2 separate regions of the Mus musculus genome follow, and region 2 is linked to region 1. Evidence: chromatin contacts called from public HiCAR-type data. All regions are on one chromosome and are shown on one strand. Each heading gives the region's core, a stretch centred on a gene start, on an enhancer-like site or on the middle of the called end of the contact. The rest is flanking DNA. Distances are from core to core; before and after follow the strand shown. Region 1 holds the start of Spout1 (SPOUT domain containing methyltransferase 1). Region 2 holds the start of Fam102a (family with sequence similarity 102, member A).

Evidence for each region. HiCAR-type assays count read pairs that join an accessible place to other places.
Region 2: a HiCAR-type map of astrocytes shows a contact between it and region 1, with 5 times the contacts expected there. The contact joins the promoter of Fam102a here to the promoter of Spout1 in region 1. A contact is called at or near these places in 1 of 39 promoter capture datasets (cranial neural crest) and 1 of 115 datasets of contacts at active chromatin or transcription factors (astrocytes).

The regions. Positions count from the first base shown.
Region 1 is chr2:30,177,004-30,180,850 of GRCm38.p6, forward strand. Spout1 (SPOUT domain containing methyltransferase 1) reads right to left here and starts at 1,456. Exons shown (of 12, transcript NM_172660.4): 1 at 1,387-1,456; 2 at 917-962; 3 at 590-718; 4 at 320-479. The coding sequence starts at 1,422.
Region 2 is chr2:32,533,956-32,537,695 of GRCm38.p6, forward strand. Fam102a (family with sequence similarity 102, member A) reads left to right here and starts at 1,404. Exons shown (of 11, transcript NM_153560.4): 1 at 1,404-2,277. The coding sequence starts at 2,132.

The sequences.
Region 1 (3,847 bases), core at 206-2,705:
TCTGCCTCCTGAGTGCTGGGATGAAAGGCGTGTGCCACCACTGCTCAGCTCAAGTGGCCTTCTGGTCTCCAGAACCACACTGGTGTTTGTACACAAGCACCATAAAGAAATGCTAAACACAACCCAAACCATCCAAGTGCTGAGCCTCAGCACAGACCATGGGCAAAACCCTGAGTCCACTCTCTAGCACCAAGGGTGAGAAAAAGTGAGTCTGCAGCTGCCTTTGAGAGCTCCTTCCAGGCAGCCAGGCAGGTGACAAGGAGCAGGACAAAGCCATGGCCACCCCTGCTGGTCCTCCCCACTCCCCAGAGACTCTCACTTGGTATCTTGGCCCTCCTCATCGAACACCACAATCTCATCCACACAGAAGATGGTGCAGGCTCTGGCGATCTGGCCAGCCAGGTAGGTGCGGAGCTCAGGTGACTGGGCATTGTCCAGGATGGAGCCTGGCAGGGCCACACTCAGAGTGTAAGGCCGTCCTAGCAGGGACAGGGGATGTTCCTGTCAGCCTGACAGGCTGTGGACCTTCCCTCCCTTGCATGTCCCCATGGCTCAGAGATTCAACTTACCTCACGACCCAGCTGCTTACCTTGGTTGCTCCTCTGGGCCGCCGCCTCTTCCTCCTCTTCCTGGCGTTTAGCCTCTTCCTCTTGGGCACGCTGCCGCTCCAGTTTCTTCATTATCTTGAGGTCCTTCCACTTCTTTTTCTCCTCTTTTTCTGGAGAATTATTGGAGGGAAAGGACTTGACATGGGGAGGAGAGTTCCTTCTCGCTGGGCTAGCCTAGGCTCTGGAGAGGCTGCCACCACTCACTTGGATACACTGAGACCCAAAGAGGGCTCGTCGGGCCATTAGCTGGTTTGTGGAAAGGGAGGGCTCAGTGCGCTTGCCCAACCCGGCCTCAGCTTTTTACTTACTCTGCTGTTTCCATTTTCGCCATTCAACCCTTTGGCCATGTTCACCCTGCAAGTAAGGAGGAAGATTGAGAGGCTGACCGGTCACACATAGGAGGGGCGCATCCCATCGGGCCTCCCGCCATCTGACTCTCTCAAACCAGGGTAGAAGTACACAGGGACTCGCCGTGCACAAAGCCTGGGATCAGATCCGGGAAGCTGAGGAATGAATCCCCATTGGGCAAAAGAAGAAACCGAGACAAGGGGAAGACAGGTATGGCCATAAAGTCGCCCTAGGAATCAGAAAATAAGCCAGGAGAGGACTCAAGACACCGTCGCCCCGCGAATGAATGTAGATCGGACCAGCTAACTCTGCAAGCTCAGGCTACGGGAGAGGGGCGAGGGGAGAGGAGAGAGCAGAAGACCCGGGCCGACACCACTGTGACACGCTGCAGATTCCAGGCCTAGCCCGGAACCCATCGGTCCGCACATACCGGACCACACGGACGCTTCCTCGGGCGCTCCGCCATGTTTCCAGGCCCACCGCGCGCCTGCCAGTTAGCCTCGCCTCTTCCGGCCACACCTCCGCGGAGCTGCCCAATCAGAGGCCCAGCGGAGAGTGGGGCGTGTCCTGGGTGCCAGGCTGAGGCGGAGCTCAGAAACGCCACGTGCGAGTGCGGAGGCTGCTGCGTTGGTACCCTGTCTCCAGGGCAACGAGTTCGCAGCACTACGCTGTCCGAACCCAGTAAGGCTCATGTGCCGCCCTTTCCATTGTTAGGTACCCTGGTGATATTTAGCTTCCATGTTTTATGTAAGGGCACCCTATTGGAAATTACAAAAGACTACCTTTATCCAGTTCATTTGCACTTTCTTTTTATTTATCCATTCAGTTTCCTGGGACTCCAGCTAAGGCCCGACGCGTGCTAAATTTAGTGCTCCACCAGTGAGCTATATTCCCAGCCTCGTCCAGACTTTATTCTTTTGGTTTTTTAAAAAGATTTATTTATTATTATACATAAGTACACTGTAGCTGTCTTCAGACGTGCCAGAAGAGGGCATCAGATCTCATTACGGATGGTTGTGAGCCACCATGTGGTTGCTGGGATTTGAACTCAGGACCTTTGGAAGAGCAATTGGTGCTCTTACCCGCTGAGCCATCTTGCCAGCCCCAGACTTTATTCTTTATCAGTTTAATTCATTTGTTTGCATGTAGTACTTTAAATTTTTTAAAAAAGAAATTGATACAGGGTCTTACTATGTAGCTTGGACTGACCTCAAACTCAATCTTCCATCAACCACCTGAGTGCTGTGATTGATTGATTGATTGATTTTTGGCAGCCCTGGATCAAATCCAAGGTCTCCAGCATGCAAATCACTGATCAACATTCTGTGTCTACTTTAAAATCATTTTAAGTAAAGAATGAGAAGATAGGACTGAAAGAAGTCCCTGCAGAAGACTTTTAGCTGCTGCTATAATAGCAGCCATTGTATCTGGCATGAATTCCAGAGGGATTGTACCTAGGGTTTGAAGAAGCCTTTTGTAAAGTTATTGATTGTTGTCTGAGGTTTTATGGGGTTGCTCTTCCAAGGATTCTCAGAGCCTTTGCATAACTTAGTCCTGAGACATACCTGACAAACCAGGATGTCTCCTGGGACTTGCTTAGGTATGCCTGGGAATGTAGGTTATGCCTGAGTATTGCTTAGGTAGGGTTCCTTCAGAGAAGCCTAGATAAGGTAGCAGGTTTTGGTATACAGAAATTGACTTGCTACAAGTACCTTTTGTGTAACAGTAAGGAGGGTCTGCAAAATGGTAAATATGTGAAGTTCAATGCCTGAGAGGATGAGCCCCTGCTGCTGAGAAGCCTAACAGGTCCTGCAGTGTCTCCTTTTCTTTGCTCTCCTGTATAACCCAGAACACCAACAGGTTCCTCCCCAAAAAACTTTTCTGCCTGATAGTTTTATATTAACTTTTTGTTGTTGTTTTTGAAACAGGCCTTAATATATAGCCCTGGCTGTCCTGGAACTTACTATGTAAACCAGGATGCCCTCAAACTCAGAGATCCTCCTGCGTGTGCCGAGCAAGTGCTGGGATTAAAGACTTGTGCCACCACGCCCACCCGGCTTGTATTAACATTTTACAATGATCCGATACTTTGTTACAGTTGAGGAACAATCCTGACACATTATTACCGCCAACTACAGTTTACATCACTCTTTTAGTCATACTTTCTTTTTGTCTGTTTTGCTTGCTTTGGTTTGTTTTTTTGAGATAATGTCCATCCTCCTGCCTTATCCTCCCAGGAGCTGAAATTACAGGTGTGGGGCACCCTGCTGTGTGAATTTTGACTTTATTTATATGAGTGTTTTGTCTGTATGTATGTGTGTGCACCAGAGTCTTGCCTGGTGCCTGAGGAGGCAAATGGATCCCCTGGGACTGAAATTATAGTAGATTGTAAAACACCATGTATGTGCTGGGAACTGAACCCAGGTCTCTGGAAGAAAAACCAGTCATCTTAACCACAGAACAATCTCCTCAGCATCCCAAGTTACTTCTTTGAGGTGCGATGTGGGGAGGCATGGACTGTGAAGCCCACACAGGCCTTCGTAGTGGGGCAATGTAAGAAAGACACCACTCCACGCTAGTACCAGCTACTCTCTGGCCCCAGCAGTCTGGCTGCCTCTATGGCTAGCCCCATGCAGCGTCCATCCATCTCAAAGGTTGTTTGTTTGTTTGTTTGTTTTTTTTTTAAGAATTAGTTATTTATTTTATGTATATGAGTATACTGTAGCTGTCTTCAAACACACCAGAACAGGGCATTGGATCCTATTATAGATGATTGTGAGCCCCATGTGGTTGCTGGGAATTGAACTCAGGACCTCTGGAAGAGCAGTCGGTGCCCTTAACCAGTGAGTCAGACTTTTTTTTTTTTTTTTTTTTTTTTTTTGGTTTTTGAG
Region 2 (3,740 bases), core at 154-2,653, 2.4 Mb after region 1:
CATCAGGGAGGTCTGGATGGATTGGTTCGTTTCATCTCCAATCTGACTGCGTTTTCCACATTATGGGACAATTATGAGGAGCAGAGATTGCCACCCATGCTTCTGAAATGTAAGCTCAGGAAGTCTTCATGCACATGTCCAAACATGATATCATGCATGGTATCAAACATGATGTCCGGCAGAGAATTTACATCTCAAATGCCAATCAGCCCAACTCTCTTTAATTTTCCACAGGGAAGTCCAGCAGACCTTAACTTATCTCCTGCCCGGATCAAAAACGGCCTTTCACTCACCCATTTCCCCATTTTCTTTCCTCCAAGTTATCTGATGCCAGAACAATCAAGTCACTATCTAGCTCAAAAAACCAGGAGATGCCTCCTTCTTTGCTCTGGTCTACAAGACTGGGCCAGATTCTAGCCTGATCTGCTGTTCTCTCAAATTAGAATTCATCCAGGGATACTCCACAAACTTTTTGAGTACCATGCTGCCGGGCCAGCAGGCCTCTAGTGACTGCCACTGCCTGTACCCCGATGCTTGGCCGGCTTTGTGTCAGAATCCTTTGAACTTCCGTTCCAATCCGAAAGCACACGCCTCCTCTGACCTCCCTACTTGAGTTCTTCAGCAGACTCTCAGATCCAGTCTTTCCACTGGGTGCCTGCCTGACTCAGGACAGAGTTCCTAAACACTGGCGGCCTGGATAAAAAGAATCATAAAATGCCGATAGTTTGGAGAGTACGAGGTCCCCAAGGTGTCCTTTGCCATAACTATCGGGAAACTTTAAACAAAAGCCTTAGATAACAGCCTGGAACCAGGCAGGCCGAGTCACAAGGTTGCCGGGCTCCAATGGATCTTCAAGAGCGGCAAAGCCAGGACAGATGCTTGTCATTTTTAGAGGCGAGCAAGACCTGCATAGGTCTTGAGACACCTCTGCGATTGTTTTCCTGAGAACAGGGGTGCTACCTCCTCAGCCTGCTTCATTGCTCACTGAGCTCAGGTCTTGGCGGGATCCGGGCAGGCCGTTCTAGCCCTAGTTTCCAGATTGTTTCCCCTAGTCATTGTTTCTCCTTTTCTTGGGCTCGCGCTCTCCTCCCGTTCTTTCCAGTGCCGGCCCCCACACCCCGCGACCTCCCACCGCCTCTCCGCACCCCCCCCCACCGCGCTTCTCAAGGAGGCGGGTCCAGCCCCGCGAGCGCTCCAATCCGAGCGCCCTCAACTGGCCCTGCCTCCGCGAGCCCCGCCCCACGCCACCGCCAGCCAATAGAAATTCGTGTTCGTACAGTCGGCCTGTCCAATCGCAGGTTGGCTGTGAGCCTCGCGCGCCCCGCCCCTGCTGCTCTCGGCCGCGGCTCCGCGGGCGGTCGCGCCGGGGCTTCGGCATTCTCCGAGCAGCGCCGAGCTGCGTCGGGCTCAGCCGGCTGCGTCCGGAGGTGCGGGCGACGGCGCCGCTGTGCTCCAGCGGTGCTAACCGAGGCAGAAGCCATCCGGCCGGGTCGGAAGGCGCCTGAGACTCGGGCAGGGCAGGAGCGGCGTAGGTCCCAGGACTGAGCGGGAGGCGGACCGGCACACGTTCCCGGCCCGGCAGAGCCTCCCGAAGCGGTCCCTGCAGAGCCGGGTCGGTCGCCGAGGTGGCTTCCGCTTCCCGGGGCCTCACCTGCGCAGGCCGCGGTGCGCCAGGTGCGGAGGCGTGTGCGTCGCCTGGGCACCTCCCACGGCAGCCAGCGGGGCGGAGGCGGGGCCGCCGCCCGGGTCTCCAGCGGTTCGCCCGGCCGTCTCCGTCAGTCTCACCGGTCCGCCGGGCCCCGCGGATCGGGATGCTGCTGCTCGCTTGCGAGCCGCCCTCCACGCCAGCCCCCGCTGCCGGGGCCGCACCTCGCTGTTTACATGTCAGTGGAGCCCGGGTTCCCCGAGGGTGAGAGCAGCCGGCTCACTGGACCTGGGGCTCCGAACTCAGATCCTCTCCTGCCCGCAGCCTCCGCCGCCATCTGGACTGGATCCAGCTCTGGTGTTTTTGAGGAGGGGGGTGTGGTGTCGGGAAAGGAATCCTGGGGTTTTCTAGTATCCCCTTCTTTTTTTCTTTTTTCTTTTCTTTTTCTTTTTGGCCCTGCGGGCTTCAGACTCAGGGAACTTGCTCATGGCTTTTTTGATGAAGAAGAAGAAATTTAAATTTCAAACCACTTTCACCTTGGAGGAGCTGACTGCGGTCCCCTTCGTGAACGGGGTCCTCTTTTGCAAGGTCCGGCTGCTGGATGGCGGGGATTTTGTCAGCTTGTCGTCCAGGTAGGCATTGAGGTTTTCGCGTTTGCAGGGGAGGGTGGGGAGTGCTGATGAGTGAGATCTAGCCACTTGGCAAATGTGGAAGACTCAGCTAGGGACGGATGGGCAAGGGGCCCGCCTGGGGAAAGATTTGCTCTAAGCAGGACTTAGGTCTGAGTGAGCTGGCAGAGCGCCTGGCATTTGTCTGCAGGTGACCAGCCAGAAACCTTTTAGGGCCCTGCGTGCACTCTTCAAGTCACCCGTTTTACAGATTTGTATGGAGAGAGCTGACTGAGATTTTCACTTTAAGGGATTAAGTAAGGGTGTCTCAGGCCACCTTGCCACCAAGCTGGCTCCTGTGGCTGTCATACGATTGAGAGATTGGGCCAGCCAGGGCTCTCTGGCTCTCTCCCCTTGGCTGGGAAAGCCCAGTTCCAGGCACTCCCTGGATTTGATTGCGGGAGGTGGCTGGATTTTGGGTTGCCCAGCCCCCTCTTGAGTGACTGCCCTCCACTGGCTAAAGCTGGACTGCTTTGCAATGCAAATGTCCTTGCCAGGAGACTGCCTTCCCCTGTGAAAAAAGCCATCGGGTTTGATTTTGTGTCCGTCATCGTCCTAGTAGGTCCAGCTTCCCAGTTTATTGCTGAATGAGGTCCCAGTCCACCTTTTGCAGGTTGAGCTCATGGCGGTCACACAGTCCTGACCTGCCTGCAGAGGTCCGTAGAGTCCAGCTAATGGGGAAAGGAAGTCAAGTTCAGGCTCTTTCTGGGTTCCTGTTCCCTCTTCGGCACACTGGACCTAATACAGGTTTCTCCATCAGCTTTGTAAAGGGAAGTTGCAGTAGATAGGCCCCTGGCCCAGCTCCCGAGATGCTTCCCCCTCCTAGCCTGTCCCTTGCTTCTTAGGTCTTGTGGGCCTAGTTAGCTGGACCTGCCCCACTATTCAGAGCGCTCAGAGGTGTGTTAGACGGATTGGGATAATGAGCCCCAGAAAGAGGAAGTAAATTGGTTGCCAGAGACTTTGCCGGAGGCATTTGTCAACCAGATTTGGCCAGTTGGAAGACCTGTTGGGTGAATTCTGTTGGAAGGAGAGAAGCTATGTGGTCTGATTCAGATTTTGGAATCTGTGGATAGAGGTGCCTGTTCTGTGCACTGGGCCTCCTGTTCTGCTCAGGGCCGCTTATCTGAGGAATTTGGACAAGGGCTGCCCTTTGTGGTGGGGGTGGCTGCAATCCTCTGCCTGTGAAGTCTGTAATCCCTGCAGTTACCCTTCCTAACGACCGGCTGGTCCGGCCATGGCGCAGTGTCAGAGGGTTGTGCTCAGTGATTGGACCTGGGGTCAGCCACTGAGAAATACCCAGTCTCCCTGATCTCACGTGCTGGCAATTACTGGTGCTCTGCTCACGGTCTCACTAGCACCTCTCAACACCACCCACGGAGCAGGAGTAGAGGAGGGGGAATCATTCTTACAGAGGTGAAAACAGAGGC